Regions from separate parts of the Sus scrofa genome. Here region 2 is linked to region 1. A link is a contact called in public HiChIP or PLAC-seq data. All regions are on one chromosome and are shown on one strand. The core of a region is the stretch at or near the end of the contact, and the rest is flanking DNA. Distances in the headings are between cores, read along the strand shown.

Evidence for each region. HiChIP or PLAC-seq counts read pairs in DNA pulled down with a chosen protein or histone mark.
Region 2: a contact with region 1 is called in an H3K27ac HiChIP or PLAC-seq map of skeletal muscle. The contact joins two enhancer-like sites. A contact is called at or near these places in 2 of 47 Hi-C or Micro-C datasets (fetal skeletal muscle and skeletal muscle) and 1 of 2 datasets of contacts at active chromatin or transcription factors (skeletal muscle).

Annotation. Positions count from the first base shown.
Region 1 is chr16:6,033,812-6,041,374 of Sscrofa11.1, forward strand. All of the region lies in intron 3 of MYO10 (unconventional myosin-X), which reads right to left. Among named protein-coding and RNA genes, the nearest start is that of MYO10, 110 kb to the right of the region's middle. Within about 2 kb of position 4,865, at least 23 of the 83 cell types and tissues checked have an H3K27ac peak or open chromatin away from gene starts, as enhancers often do. A contact at or near this core is called in fetal skeletal muscle and skeletal muscle, where this site is marked.
Region 2 is chr16:6,113,635-6,121,197 of Sscrofa11.1, forward strand. All of the region lies in intron 1 of MYO10 (unconventional myosin-X), which reads right to left. Among named protein-coding and RNA genes, the nearest start is that of MYO10, 28 kb to the right of the region's middle. Within about 2 kb of position 3,252, at least 16 of the 83 cell types and tissues checked have an H3K27ac peak or open chromatin away from gene starts, as enhancers often do. A contact at or near this core is called in fetal skeletal muscle and skeletal muscle, where this site is marked.

The sequences.
Region 1 (7,563 bases), core at 3,615-6,114:
GATCGAATCGGAGTTGTAGCCAAGGCCACAGCCACAGCAACTTGGGATCCAAGCTGAGTCTGCGACCTATACCAGAGCTCACGGCAACACCGGATCCTTAACCCCCTAGCGAGGCCAGGGGTCAAATCTGCATCCTCGTGGATCCTAGTTGGGTTCGTTAACCACTGAGCCACAACGGACACTCCCTGATTTTATTTTATCTATTCTATTCTAGTCCGTTCTATTCTACTGTGGCCTTGCCCACAGCATGCCAAAGTTCCCAGGCCAGGGACAGAACCCAAGCCACGGCAATGTCAATGCTGGATCCTTAACCCGCTGAGCCACGAGGGAACTCCTGGCTACACCAGATTTTAAAAGATCAAGCATTTAGTGACACATACTCCAATGTGTAGTTTGACATGTATTTATTTACTTACTTTATATATATATTTTTTATTTCCCCAACAGCTGCATGCAAATTAATCAAACTAGAACACACCCACCCTCACACCATGCACGAAAATAAACTCAAAATGATGTGTAATATAAGTAAACACAGAGACTGGGGAGAGGAGTGGGGAGAAGAGCCTCTTTGTGAATTAAGTACCATGTGACTTAAGACATAAGAAATCCTAAGAGCTACAGGACAATGTGTGTTACACACTCATGCCATTGATCACTCTAGAAAAAGGTATTTCTTTCCTTTATTTTTTTTGCTTTTTAGGGCCATACCCAAAGCTTATGGAAGTTCCCAGGCTAGGGATCAAATAGGAGCTATAGCTGCTGGCCTCTGCCACAGCCACAGCCACAGCAGATCCGAGCTGCATCTGCAACCTACGCTATAGCTCACGGCAATGCCGGATCCTTAACCCACTAAGTGAGGCCAGGGTTGGAAGCCACATCCTCACGGATCCTAGTCAGGTTCACTGACCACTGAGCCACGAAGGGAACTCCTTATTACTGCTCCCCAGATGGCCACAATAAAGCCATGCCCTTTGGGACTCTGGATACAGAAACTCTCAAACACAAGGCGGGGCCAGGTGCCGGTGTCTTTCCTTGTATTGGATTCCAAACTCCATGAGAATAAATAGCCTGGTCATGTTAACAGCTTTTCAGAAACAGAAAGTATATTCTCTTTTGAAGCACATAAAAAATTTGCTTTTCTTGTCAGTAAAGTTCCACATAACTCACCCCCCCCCCCCCGTACGTTCCCTTGCCCATTTCAATAATCTAGAACAGCTGCAGTACACACTGCTTTAATATGGTGGGAAAAAAACTCACTGCCTGGCTTCAGTATAAAATCTATTAAATCGAGGTTTTTCAAAAGGCAGAGGGGTATAATACCTAGTATCTAGCCCACCAATAAAAAAATCCCATTGTGGCTCAGCAGAAACAAACCCAACTAGTATCCATGAGGATATGAGTTCGATCCCTGGCCTCATTCAGTGGGTTAAGGATCTTGTGTTGCCTGGAGCTGTGGTATAGTCGAAGACTCGACTTGGATATGGCACTGCTATGGCGTAGGCTGGCTCCAATTGGATCCCTAGCCTGGGAACCTCCATATGCCAAGGGTGCGGCCCTAAACCAACAACAATGACAGCAAAAGCCAAACAACAAACAAACAAACGTGAAAAGTGGAGTTCCTGTCATGGCTCAGCAGTAATGAACCCAATCAGTGTCCAAGAGGACAAAGGTTCAATCCCTCATCTCAATCAGTGGGTTAAGGATTCGGCTTTGCTGTGAGCTTCAGCTCAGATCTGGCGTTGCTGTGGCTGTGGTGTAGGCCGTTAGCTGCAGCTCTGATTCAATTCCTAGCCTGGGAACTTCCATATGTTGCGGGTATAGGCTTAAAAAAAAAAAAAAAAAAAAAAAAGACAAAAACAAAACAAAAAATAGAACACATAAAGTGACCCGGTGGCCACAGCTGCATTCTGCTGGTAAACTGAAAGGATCCACGTTACCGTCAAGAAGTCACTCTTCCAACACTGGAAGAAATAATGGAGACAGCCAAGGCTCTGGCAGGTCAAGACCTCAGGTCCTCAGCCTGGACCTACCTTCCCTGATGCACTACTTCACCCGTCTGGGCCTGAGATTCCGATCAGTAACAGCAACAGATCCTCTGCTACCCCCACCACCAAGTGAGAGTGTCATACAAGTCCCAAGTATTAATCGCTGTTTTTGTTAATGAAAAGAAAGCTACAATGGCTGTCCATCACGTGGTCTTGAAAAGCTGGATATAGAGCAAGTGATCTGAAATGCACCAGGGAAACTGGCTCAGGTCAGTGCCATGACTTTCCTAAGGGGGGAAGGACTTGTTAAAAAGAGGGAACCGGAGTTCCCGTCGTGGCGCAGTGGTTAACGAATCCGACTAGGAACCATGAGGTTGCGGGTTCGGTCCCCGCCCTTGCTCAGTGGGTTAACGATCCGGCGTTGCCGTGAGCTGTGGTGTAGGTTGCAGACGCGGCTCGGATCCCGCGTTGCTGTGGCTCTGGCGTAGGCCGGTGGCTACAGCTCCGATTCAACCCCTAGCCTGGGAACCTCCATATGCCGCGGGAGCGGCCCAAGAAATAGCAACAACAACAACAACAACAAAAGACCAAAAAGACAAAAAAAAAAAAACAAACAAAAAAAAAAAAAAAGAGGGAACCACCAGCTCCATTTCCTCCCCACCCACTACTCTCCCCTTCCCTGCTCTCGCCATCATCCCAGCTAACCATAGCCATGACTTACCTCCCCAAACCTTTACCTTGAATGCAGCTTCTGTTTTAAATGGCAGATCTGAATACTAACAGCCTGCTGGCCATCCTCATCTGTGCCCCCAAGCGCGAATGCAGCATGAACAAGGCTGAGCTCCTCGAAACACCTGTTTCTTCTCAAATAGTCACATCCTGACAGCGGCACCACAATCTACCCAAATGATGGATCCAGAAATCCAGGAGTCATCCTGTCGAATTCAGCCTACTGCCCTTCAAACTCAATCAAACACCTAGATCCTACCTCTTAGTATATCTCAAGACTCCAGCTCCCCGCAGGACTGGCTGCGAATCCCATCATTTCCCATCTGGTTTGCTGGTCATCTCTCCTCCTTGTAGCCAGAGGAGGGTGGCCCAGAACTCAACTTTGACGTTGTTCCCTACCAACCTTCCCAAAGGAATTCAAGGTCATTCACTTATGCACAGCGCCCTTCCTCACCTGCTTCTGACCGCTTTGCCGGCCAGCAGCATGCAACCTTCACTGTAGCATCTGCATGCCTGGCAGCTGGACAAACACATCATGCTATTTTTAGCCTCTTCTAATCCTCTGCCAGGACTGACCCACCCTTCCTCTTGGCTGAACTCCCCTTCAATGCTTTCAAACTCTTGCAAGCAGTACCTCAATAGGGAATCATTTTCTTTCTTTCTTTGTCTTTTTGTCTTTTCTAGGGCCGCTCCTGCGGCATATGGAGGTTCCCAGGCTAAGGGATCTAATCGGAGCTGTAGCCGCCAGCCTATGCCGCAGCCACAGCAATGAGGGATCCGAGCCACGTCTGCGACCTACACCACAGCTCACGGCAATGCCGGATCCTTAACCCAGTGAGCGAGGCCAGGGATCGAACCCACAACCTCATGGTTCCTAGTTGGATTTGTTAACCACTGAGCCACGATGGGAACTCCTCTTTCTTTCTTTTTTTTCTTTTTAAGGCTGCACCTACAGCATATGGGAGTTCCTGGGCCAGGGGTCAAATCCAAGCTACAGCTGAGGCCTATGCCACAGCCACCCCAATGCCAGCTCCTTAACCCCGAACAAGGCCAGGAATCAAACCCACATCTTCACGGAGACTATGTCAGGTCCTTAAGCTGCTGAGGCACAGTGGGAACTCCAGGAATCATTTTCTGACCCCCTCTCACCTCCTCCTCTGAGGGGTCACTCTATCTGTCCCAGTATTTTGATCACACTCATTGCCCTAAGCTATTGTCAAAGGATTGCTGTGTCTGCCTCCACCAGTAAACCAGGAGATCCCAGAAGGGCAGTGCCTTTCACTTATTCAATCTTTCAAGACACGGTTACTGGGAACAAGAGTAATTTTGCATCCTTGGAGCCTCACACACAGCCTGGCCCACATGCAGGGCAGAATCCATGGAGGCATGTCAGGATCACTTCAACTATCAATCCACCAATTAAGTTCCCGCTTTAACTGTGTGCAGTGCCCCCTTCCCCCACCTCTGCCCTCACAAAGCTGTTTGCCGTCACTGTTCCAGGCAAACAATCAAAACAGTTAAGCGTTCAAGTTCGCTGAAAAGAAAGCTAGAGATCACAGCCAACAACTCGAGAAGTTACTCGAGTCAAGCTCTTAAATTTAGAAGTGACATTTGTTTAATTGGAGTGAATTTCTGACTCACACTCCCTCCTTGTTGAAAGGAGTCTGACCCAAAAGAGGCAGGAAAGAGAAGAAAAAAAAAAAAAATTAACAAAAACAAAGTTCCTAATTGCCAGCATCATGTGCTGATGTGGAAATGGCAACTCGAGAGCATAAATGTTTGGTAAAGTTTAAAAATACATAGAGTCAGACAGATGGTTACAATCATCTTTTGGCAACACCAGTCTTGATTTCATGTGAAGAAAAAAAAAAAAAAAAAAAAAAAAAGCCAACCCTGACAAACCACACTGTATTCAGCTGTTCCCGGTATGAGACAAACGCAAAGCCCACTAGCCATCCGGTGAGGGGCACCCTGTTACTTGACACTGGCTTTGAAAGGGGACGGAAAACAACTCCCCCAAAAAGCCACTGTGGGAAGACAGGACTCAAGGAAATGAATCGCAGGTTTAAATTTGCAGGCGCACATCAGCGAACCCCAGGCCCTGGTGTGCCCACTGTCAACACCGCAGGCAGCCTGCCACCTCCCCGCAGGCTTCCAAGTTAATTCAGGAACAACAGCAAACACGTCTACAGACTCGGTCTGGAATGGCCACCTAACCAGAGGAGGATATTTTCAGGACAGCCTCAAAATACATGAGCTGTGAAGCATCTTCGGTGCTGACACAAGCAGTTATCTTTAGACTCAGCCCCACTTCTTAAAATGGGCTCCTCTGATTCGCAGCTCCACCCCATTTGTTCAGCAAGACCAACAACCCACGGGGTGGGGTGGACCAGTTGGGGAGGACCAAGCCTGGCCTCCTCTGGAACCAGAGCCCCAGTGCCAACACTGCGGCAGGGCTCTGAGGTTCCCAGAGGCCCTCTCCCTGATGTGGTTTCCAGTCATTCCCACGAGCTGGGCGAGGAGGCTCCCGCATCACCTTAAGCCAGGGCGCCACAAACCCCACAGCGAGAGCCCGTGTCTTCCTCTTCCACTGGGCAGAAAACTGCGGCATCACACAGAGCCTTGCTCCACCCTGAACACAGCTGATGGTCACCGTGACACACACCTCCTCTGCTCTGTCCTCGCCGTGCTCAGAGGCCAGGTACCAAACCCGAAATGATCCAGACTCTGGAGAACACAAGGCAACAGGCACCCCAAACCCAGCTGGTTTCTCAACCCTCCTCTCCTGCGGGAGCTGCCTGGGCTGTTGGCAACAGGCTCTCCTAGCCAGGGGTCCCTGACCAGGTTGGGAGTCACCACAGGCAGCCCTGCCTCCTTCACACACAGCCCCGGCCCCAGCACAGCTCCTGTTTCATTTCCTCTCGCTCATCGCCATCTCTGGTCCCAAACCCTCACCTCTTCTCTTCTGAATTATCACAACACTCTCTCAGCCCGGCACCCTCTATACAGTCTATCTCATCACTTCCCTTGGCAACCCTTCTAAGTGTTTCCTCGGGGAAATTCTCTCTTCATAAGCCTTTGACAGAGATGATGTCTTCAGAGTTCCTGCTGTGCCACAATGGAATGGGTGGTGAATCTGCAGTGCTGGGACGCAGGTTCGATCCCCAGCCCAGCACACTGGGTCAAGGATGAGGCGTTACCAGGGCTGTGGCACAGACTGCAATTGCAGCTTGGATCTGATCCCTGGCCCAGAACTCCATATGTTGAGGGATGGCCAAAATAAAATGGGTGGCCTCTCTACCACCAAGCCCAAATGCTGCTGACCAGCTTTAAGTCAGGAAGGGGTTCTCATAACTATGACATCTTGGGCCAGAAGGCTCTTTGCGGTGGGGCCATCCTGTGCACTGTGGGATGTTGGGCGGATCCCTGGCCTCTACCTACTAGATGCCATCAGCATCCTCTGCCCTGGCTATGGCAGCCCAAAGTGCCTCCAGATGCTGCCAAAGGCCCCCTGGGTCACCGCACGTGGTCGAGAACCATGGCTTTTAAGAGTGTCCTGACCCTTGCCTATCCACCACACTAACATCCGCTAATTGCTCCCCAACAAACAGCAGATTGCACAAGCAAAGGAGCCTTCTCCCACTTGAGTGAGGCCATCACACCCAATGCCTTCTCATCTCTCCATCTCCCTCGCCTTTGCTTCTAACCGACTCTAATTCCGCCTTTGTAGGGTCCGCACGGCCAGCTCCAGCATTCTCCAGCATTCTCCCCCCACCTCCCTGTTCCGCCTCCCCACTTCTGATCAACAACACAAATCCTGCCTCTCCAGGGACTTCCAGGTATGGGCACTTGTCCCCATCAGATCTCTTCAGTAGCAGGAAGAGACAAAGGTGGGTTGGACTCCTGAGAGCCTCTCCCCAGGGCCAGCCCCATGGTGGCAGAAAGCCCAGAGACAAGAGGTTTAGGGTGGAGTCCAGGTGGGGAACTGAGGTACGGAGCAGAGTTCTCATCCAGAGAGTCACTGGAGGGTGGAGAAGGCTGACAAGGTGGAGCATTGGGCACGAGAGCCTGGGGCTCCAGGAAGGGAATGGAGCACTGGGGTGTGAAGCAGGAGCTCCTGCAAGGCAGCTCCAGAAAGAGCAGAGCTGCTCGAACTCAAGCATCAGAGCCAAACAGGACCAGCAGCAAGGCTGGGGTCACAAAGACCCACAGACACTGATGCAGAAGTGTGCACAGCCTCTGTGCCCAGAAGGAGCTTTCCAAATAAAGGGCTGGTGGTATTGGGAGTTCCTGCTGCATCACAGCAGGTTAAGGATCGGACATTGCCCCAGCGAGGACATGGGTCTGATCTCGGGCCTTGCTCCGAGGATTAAGAACCTGGTGTCGCCACAAGCTCGGTATAAGTGGCAGATGCAGCTCGGATCGGGTGTTGCCATGGCTGTGGTGTAGGCCACAGCTGCAGTTCCAATTCAACTCCTGACCCAGGAACTTCCATATGCTGCAGGTGTGACCATAAAAAGAAACAAAATAAAATAGAAAAAGAGCTGGTGGTATTAGCAGTTCCCATTGTGGCACAGTGAGTTAAGAACCCAACTGCAGTAGCTCCTGTTGCTTTGGAGACACAGATTCCATGCCCAGCTGGGCACAGCAGGTTAAAGGACCTGGTATTGCTGCAGCTATGGATCAGATTCAATCCCTGGCCCCAAAACTTCTATATGCTGTGGATGCAGTCATTTGCAGGGGTGGGGTGGGGGGGTGGAGGCTGGTGGCATTAGATAAGTGGGGAGAGGGGTACAAAGGTTAGCAAAGTTCCTAAAGCCTTCCCGTGCCATTTTACTGTAACACA
Region 2 (7,563 bases), core at 2,002-4,501, 78 kb after region 1:
TCAGGTCCCACCCAGCTTGCACTGTGTCACTCTACCTGATGCCCTGCCAGCAAAACCCACGCACTCTTGTAGCCTGAGCATCAACCTCACCCACTCTGGGAGGCCCTGGCCTACTCGCCCTACCTTTGTCCCCTGCCGGAGAAACTAGCACCTAAATAAATAACTCATGTGATGCCAGCCTCCCTGCAGGATGGGAGGGCCGGCACCACCTCTACTAGGAAGGACAGAAGGATGGACTTCGACACAAACTCCACCCATCCCGACGCTGGATTAGAAGAGCGTGTTTGTCTCTTGCCGGCCCTGCCTTATGAACAATGATCTCGACCTTCTGTGTCTCACTTCCTCTAAACTTCCTTGTACAGTGAGAAAACCTGTATTACAGATTCTGGGGTTCACTCTGTAGAAACCAGTCAGTGATAGCTGTACCCTAAAAAACACAGTGGATATCTACCAACACCCGCCGTCTTTCAGAGCTGCTCCAATGAGCAGGGTTACCGATCTCGGACCACAGGCGCCAGGTCTGCTCACCACCAGCCCTACTGAGCTACCCCCAGACTCCTTTTCTAGACGATAGGAGAGCACTTGGAACTCCCACTCTGCCACCCCACAGTGCCGTGGCTCCCTGGAAGCCTCTAGAGCCAGATCTTCATGAAGCCGTATTTTCCACATGGAAAATGACTGATCTGAGAAGCCATTTGTTTTTTCACCCAGGTGAAGGTTGTCCAAAAGGATTTTCCAGAACACTGGCCTGGTGCTACTTCTTTCGTGAATCCCATGGAAGACTGTCCCCTTTAAGCAAATGCACTGTACCTGAAGAACCACCACCACCCAAATTCCAAATGCATTCACTCACTCGACATTGCTATAAATGTTGACTTAGCCCTTGTTGGCTGACAAGGCACTGAGCCAGGGTCAGGAGGTCACAGAATTCAATGACAAGGACATGGGCTTCGGAATCCAGGAAACCAGATTCCAATCTCCCCAGTGGCTGAGTAACCTTGGAAAATAACAGTAACAGGAGACCCCCTGACCAAGTGCCAGCTGCCATTCTAAGCACTTCAAGTGCACCAACTGGTTTAACTCTAAGGCCTTAAGAACGAGTAATGAATAATGCCCCCATTCAACAGATGTGAGCAACAAGGCACAGAGCCACTAAAAATCCTGCCCAATGTCCCAGAGTGAACAAGTGGTGAGAAAGGTTTTTCTCTTTTAAAAAAAAAAAAAAAAAAAAAAAAAAGCTTTTTATGTCTTTTAGGGTCGCACCTGAGACATATGGAGGTTCCCAAGCTAGGGGTCTTATCAGAGTTATAGCCGCCACCCTACACCACAACCACACCAGCACCAGATCCGAACCACATCTGCAACCTACACCACAGCTCATGGCAATGCCGGATCCTTAACCCACTGAGGGAGGCCAGGGATCAAACCTTGGTCCTCATGGATGCTAATCAGATTCCTTTCCACTGAGCCAGGACAGGAACTCCTAAAAAAAAAAAAGGCTTTATAACATGTAACTTACATCCCGTAAGTTACCCAGGCAAGTCCTCCTCCTCATCTTACAGAATTCTGCCTCTCCGGTCACTTAGCTTTCCTGAGCCACTACTGTACAAAAACGCCAATGCTAAACAATTAAGGGGTTAAATAAGGGAATATTACTAAAGCAGCCTAGCCCAGCCCAGCACCTGGCTCAGAGAACCTGACCCAACAGCCTGAAAAGGGATAAAAAACAGTCTGCTTTCCAAGAGTTTAATCTAATCAGAGACAAAGCTAGTAAATACAGAAAACAGCCATAATAAAATGCAGAGAGAGATAAATGGCACAAGAAGGGCCGATAAAAATACAAAGGGGAATTGTGTGTTCAAATGGGAGGATCTGTATTCCAGAGCTGAAGTCCTGCAGCAGCAAAGCCGGGCTGGGAACTCCAAGTTTAATATCACTCAGTCACTTAAAACACAAACTGCCTGAGAGCAGCCCAGAGCCACTGTGAACAAGAAGAGTCTCACGCATCTCATGCACTAACACAAAGCAATGAATCACACTTGCTGTGGAGGGCGGTCTAGATCCTTTTTTCTAGCGATGGATTGACCGGCTTTCAGCAAACCTGAAAACTGGTTTCCAAGCCCTCCAAAGGAAATACTTTCAAGAATTTAGTGTATTTGACCTCATACATTTGTCTGGTCTCGTTCTGCAAAACTGTTATTTTCTCAGGATAATCATCTCCCTTACTGACCCTGAAACCCTCTTCCCAACTGTGACTCATCTTGGGGCCAGAGTTCCACTCCTGTCAATAGGAGAGAGGGCAGGCGGGCAGGGAGATGAGGGGCAGCAGAAGAAAGCCTCTCCGATCCCAAGCCCAGCCACTCTCCAATTAAAAACAAAAAAAAACAGGAGTTCCTGTTGTGGCTCAGCGGTAACGAACCCAACTGGCGTCCGTGAGGATGTGGGTTCAATCCCTGGCCCTGCCCAGTGGGTTAAGGACCCGACACTGCTGAGAGCTGCGGTGTGGGTCACAGATGCAGCTCAGATCTGGTGTTGCTGTGGCTGTAGCATAGGCCGGTAGCTGCAGCTCTGATTCAACCCCTAGCCTGGGAACTTTCATAAGCTGTGGGGTGTGCCCCCCTCTCAAAAAAAAACCCCACCTGCCAGGGTAACAGGCCTATTTCAGGTCCTCTGATTGACAAAGGCCACTAAGCACAAAAGGGCTGCAGAGGTCAGCTAAAGCACAAGACACTATTACCTTAGAGGCGACCCACTTTCAAATATGTCTTATGGCTCCTGGGAGCCCAACGATGCCAAGTGATCATCTGTTGTTTGCTTTAGAGAATAAACTCGCCAGGGGTTGAACTAAGAAATTTAACTCCTGATTTCAAAGATTAACTAACTGGCCGCACACAAACCATCCCTTACGCTGACCCCCAGGCAGACAATGTAGGGGTCCTCTGGGTCCTGGTGAGAGCCATGGGGAGTTAAGAGCAGCCTGTTAACAAAGTGATATCTGAGGAGGGAGAACAATCTGGCAATTGTCAAGTCAGACTTCCTGTTCCCTATCTTCCACAGTGAATTAAAAGGGGAAGAAAAAGGAAGAGAAGCCCCCTTCAATAAGGACAGACACATCCTCAGCTAGAGGCTCTGTGAAAAGCAACAGGATTGCTTGGCATTTTCACAGAAGTGCTAAGTATTGCTCACACACAGCCGACATCTTTTATAAGCCCTGAGGGCACCCGCCACCTGACACAACAGCTGCTAGCCCAGCCTTGGGCCACCAGCAGACTTCTGAAGGGACCAGAATGGCTCCCCGCCACCTGCCACCACTACAGACTGGAATGAGGGCTACAGGAAGGAGCACCCCTGACTTCAGGAAGGCCTCAACTGCAGGTGTTTCAACCTCAGCAACACTGACAACTGAGGCAGCTAAGTCTTTGGTGTGGGGGCTGTCCTGTGCAGGAAGAAATTTAGCAGCATTCCCGGCTTCTACTCATTACATAACCCCCACGCTTAGTCGTGACAAGCAAAACTCAGCAAACCTTGTCAAATATCCCCTGGGGCCAAAATTAGCCCCCTCGAGGGAGCCACTGGTCAAAAGGGAAGAAAACCGTTTCAGGCCCACTGACATGCCACCCCAAAGCAGTTTGAACTCATTCACAACTAAGGATTGGACATCAGAAGCCAGTGTGGCCAGAACCACTTTATCATCATCCCTCCAAGCTTCCTCCTCCTCCACCTCCACCTTGAAGGTCTCCGCCAACACCGACACCTTCAACCATCCCAGCACTTCCAAACCAGCAGTCCCTCTCCTCTCAACTCCCTGGGTTAACGTGGAAAAAACTATCTGCATTCAAGAAGCCTTCAAGATTTCTGAGAGGAGCTTGAAAAACGTTCACTCCCTCTGTTTCTGCTCTTTGCCTGCTTCTTTGTAACTTTATCACACATGGAGCCAGGAGTCAAAACAGAAGTCATTCCGGAGCAGAGCTGTTGATATTACACGACTCTGCCCCTCAAGTGGGAGAGGGTGCAAACCAGCCAAGGAGGAATCAGAGGACTGGGAAAACCACACCACAAAGTTGCACAACAAAGACTGGGAAACACCAAGGGAGAAAGTATCAACTATTTCTTATTTATTTATTTATTTTTATCTTTTTTTGCCTTTTCTAGGGCAGCTCCTGTGGCATATGGAGGTTCCCAGGCTAGGGGTCGAATCGGACCTGTAGCCACCGGTCTACTCCAGAGCCACAGCAACGCGGGATCCAAGCCACGTCTGCAACCTACACCACAGCTTACGGCAATGCGGCAATGCCGGATCCTTAACCCACCAAGCGAGGCCAGGGATCGAACCTGCAACTGCATGGTTCCTAGTCGGATTTGTTAACCACTGAGCCACGACGGGAACTCTGAAAGTATCAACTATTAAGACAAGTACCAAAGAAATGAGCACTGATCACCCAACCTGATGACTGACCCATCACTGGCGATGGTGTTTTCATTTCGAGTGATTTCCTAGAAAATGAAAAACCACTGGACAATTTTTTTTTTTTTTTGGTCTTTTTTTAATGGCTGCACCTGCAGCACATGGAGGTTCCCAGGCCAGGGGTCTAATCAGAGCTGAAGCTGCCAGCCCACACAGGCACAGTAATGCTGGATCCCAGCCACATCTGCAACCTACACCACAGCTCATGGTGAGGCCGGATCCTTAACCCACTGAGGAAGACCAGGGATTGAACCTGCATCCTCACGGATACTAGTTGGGTTCGTTAACTGCTGAGCCACAATGGGAACTCCATCACTGGACAATTTCATCCATTCCTACATACGGCCCAAATGCTGCTACCATACCCCAAAGGATTATGCAGACAATATCGAAAAACCTTTTATGCTGCAACACTTACAGAAGGAGATACAGACTACCTCTTCAAAAAAAACCAAAACCAAAACCAAACCAAACACCCACGGAACAGGCAAGCAAAGTATACTTATGGTTTCATTTTTTAATGTATCTTAATGTATCTAGTATGGGAAATGCATGGGAAATCCCTTCTTTGGCATTTCCAGATATCAGCTGCTGAGAAGATGCAATGAGCACATATTCACGTGATTTCACTCTTCTACGCTTAAATATGACTTTAAAATGTAATGTTAAAACTTATCTTGGAGTTCCCGTTGTGGTTCAGCAGAAACGAATCTGAGTAGGAACCATATTGCAGGGTCAGTGAGTTGGGGATCCGGCGTTGCCTTGAGCTGTGGTGTGGGTTGCAGATACAGCTCAGATCTGGCATTGCTGTGGCTCTGGCATAAGCCAACGGCTACAGCTCCAATGTGACCCCTGGCCTAGGAACTTCCATGTGCTGCAGGTGTGGCCCTAAAAAGCAAAAAAAAAAAAAAAAGAAGAAGAAGAAAGAAAAAAAAAACTTATCTCTACCTATCATTAAAAGTGTAAAAAAGTGAAATGACTCACTTAAAACTAAAGCAAGGCCCACCAAATATTCTCTTAAGCAGTTCTAAGCAGAAAAGCTGTCAATTCCTATCATCTGGCAATACTTAAGGCACATGATGAGACTAACATAGGCCTGTGTGATCATGCCTGCTAAATCACACACAAGAGCAAACTAAACTGACAGTCAGAGGAGGAGCCTCAGGCTCCCTGGAAAGAAGTTACAATGAGGTTTTCTAAAGATGCTTTTGTTTTACCTTTGGCTTATTTAGGTGGGGCGGGGGTGGGGTATGGACAAACCATGTCCAATACCTTTATTAGTTAAGCCAACTGAAAAGAGATGTACACAGAGGGGCCCGTGTTAAAGCACTCCGACACTGTACTCCAAGGACACAGAAGTCTATCCATTCCTGTCTCTAAATGTAGGACTCTTGCCAGACAGAAATCAACACAAATAAGTATAGATGTATACAGGTTAGATAAATAAATTACATAAATACATATGTAGGCTTTTTACATGCTGTGTTTTATACACAAAAAATTTATTTATATAAAATCAGAGCCAAAACTGAAATATTACTCAGCTATAAAGTGGAATGAAGTACTGATACACGCTACCAAATGAAACTCAAAACCACAGTAAATGAACAAAAAACACAGATCACACATTGTACAACATCATTTAAATGAGATATCTGAGGAGTTCCCGTCATGGCTCAGTGGAAATGAATCTGACTAGTATCCATGAGGACACAGGTTCGATCCCTGGCCTTCCTCAGTGGGTTGAGGATCTGGCTTGCCATGAGCTATAATGTACATCTCAGACGTTGTGGCATTGCTGTGGCTGTGGTGCAGGCCAGTGGCTACAGCTCCAATTCCACCCCAGCCCGGGAACCTCCATATGCTGTGGGTAAAGCCCTAAAAAGACAAAAATAAAATAAAATAAAATAAAAATAAACGAGATATCCAGGATAGGTAAATTCACAGAGATAGAAAGCAAGCTGGTGGTTTCCAAGGGCAGAGGTAAATAGGGAATGACTGTTTAATGAGGCTGAAATTTTATTTGAGGGTTAAATCAGGTCACAGGGGTGATGCCCTGATCCAACGGGATTCGTGTCCTTATATGAGACCTCACTCATGCCCACAGGCTCTTTTTCTCTCTTCCTGCATTCATGTGAGGGCACAACCAGAAGCCAGTCCTCTGCAAGACTGGAAGAGAGGCCTCATCAGAAACCAAATCTGCCAGCACCTCAATCTCAGGCATCTAGTCTCTAGAACCAGAAGAAAATAAAAGCCTGTTGTTCAAGCCCACCCAGCGTGTGGTATTTGGTGACAGCTGCCCAAGCTAAGACAGTAATGACCAAACCCATTTTGCAAAGAGGAGCATTAGGCACTGAATGGTGATCGTCAAATCCAGTCCATTCATGGGAAGCTGCCATAGGTCACATGCCCAGCAAGCAGCAGGACATCAACAAACATAGTCATCCACACCCAGGCGGCATGCTTCCAAGACCTCCCCCTCCAAGCTGCACTCTGCGCAAATGCTCCAGTCTTTCCGCATGAATGCTAAGTGATAAAGAGGAATAGGACAGTTCCAGGTGGAGCAGTGGGTTAGGGACCTGGCGTCATCACTGCCATGGCTCAGAACACTGCTCTGCTGTGGATTCGACCCCAGGCCCTCGAACTTCCACATGCTGCAGGCACAGCCAAAAAAACCAAACCAAACCAAACCAAACCAAAACAAAAAAAACAGAGGGATGGAACAGAATCTTGGTATGATATCCTCCAACTCTTCAAACCTCATGTCTCTGCCCCCCAAAAGCACACTTTTAAAATTGAAAAATCAAGCTCCCTCTCCCCATCCCCCAGCCCCAAGACAAGATTATCCAGCTTCTATCTCTGGTTTAGCCAAGTAAAACAAAGAATGAGCCAAAAAATGACTGGATCCCAAGAGGATCCATTCCGAAAACGTAGAAATGCAACCTAGATACCGCCCTCGCAAAACTGTTTCACAATACAGTAAATACTTGGGGGAAGCAAGTTAAAACTAACCCAGAAGAAAACATAGGCCATTCCAGTCCCTTCCTTTGCTCCAAAGTGAAGAAACATCACTGCCTCACTATGTAGAGAGTACAAGC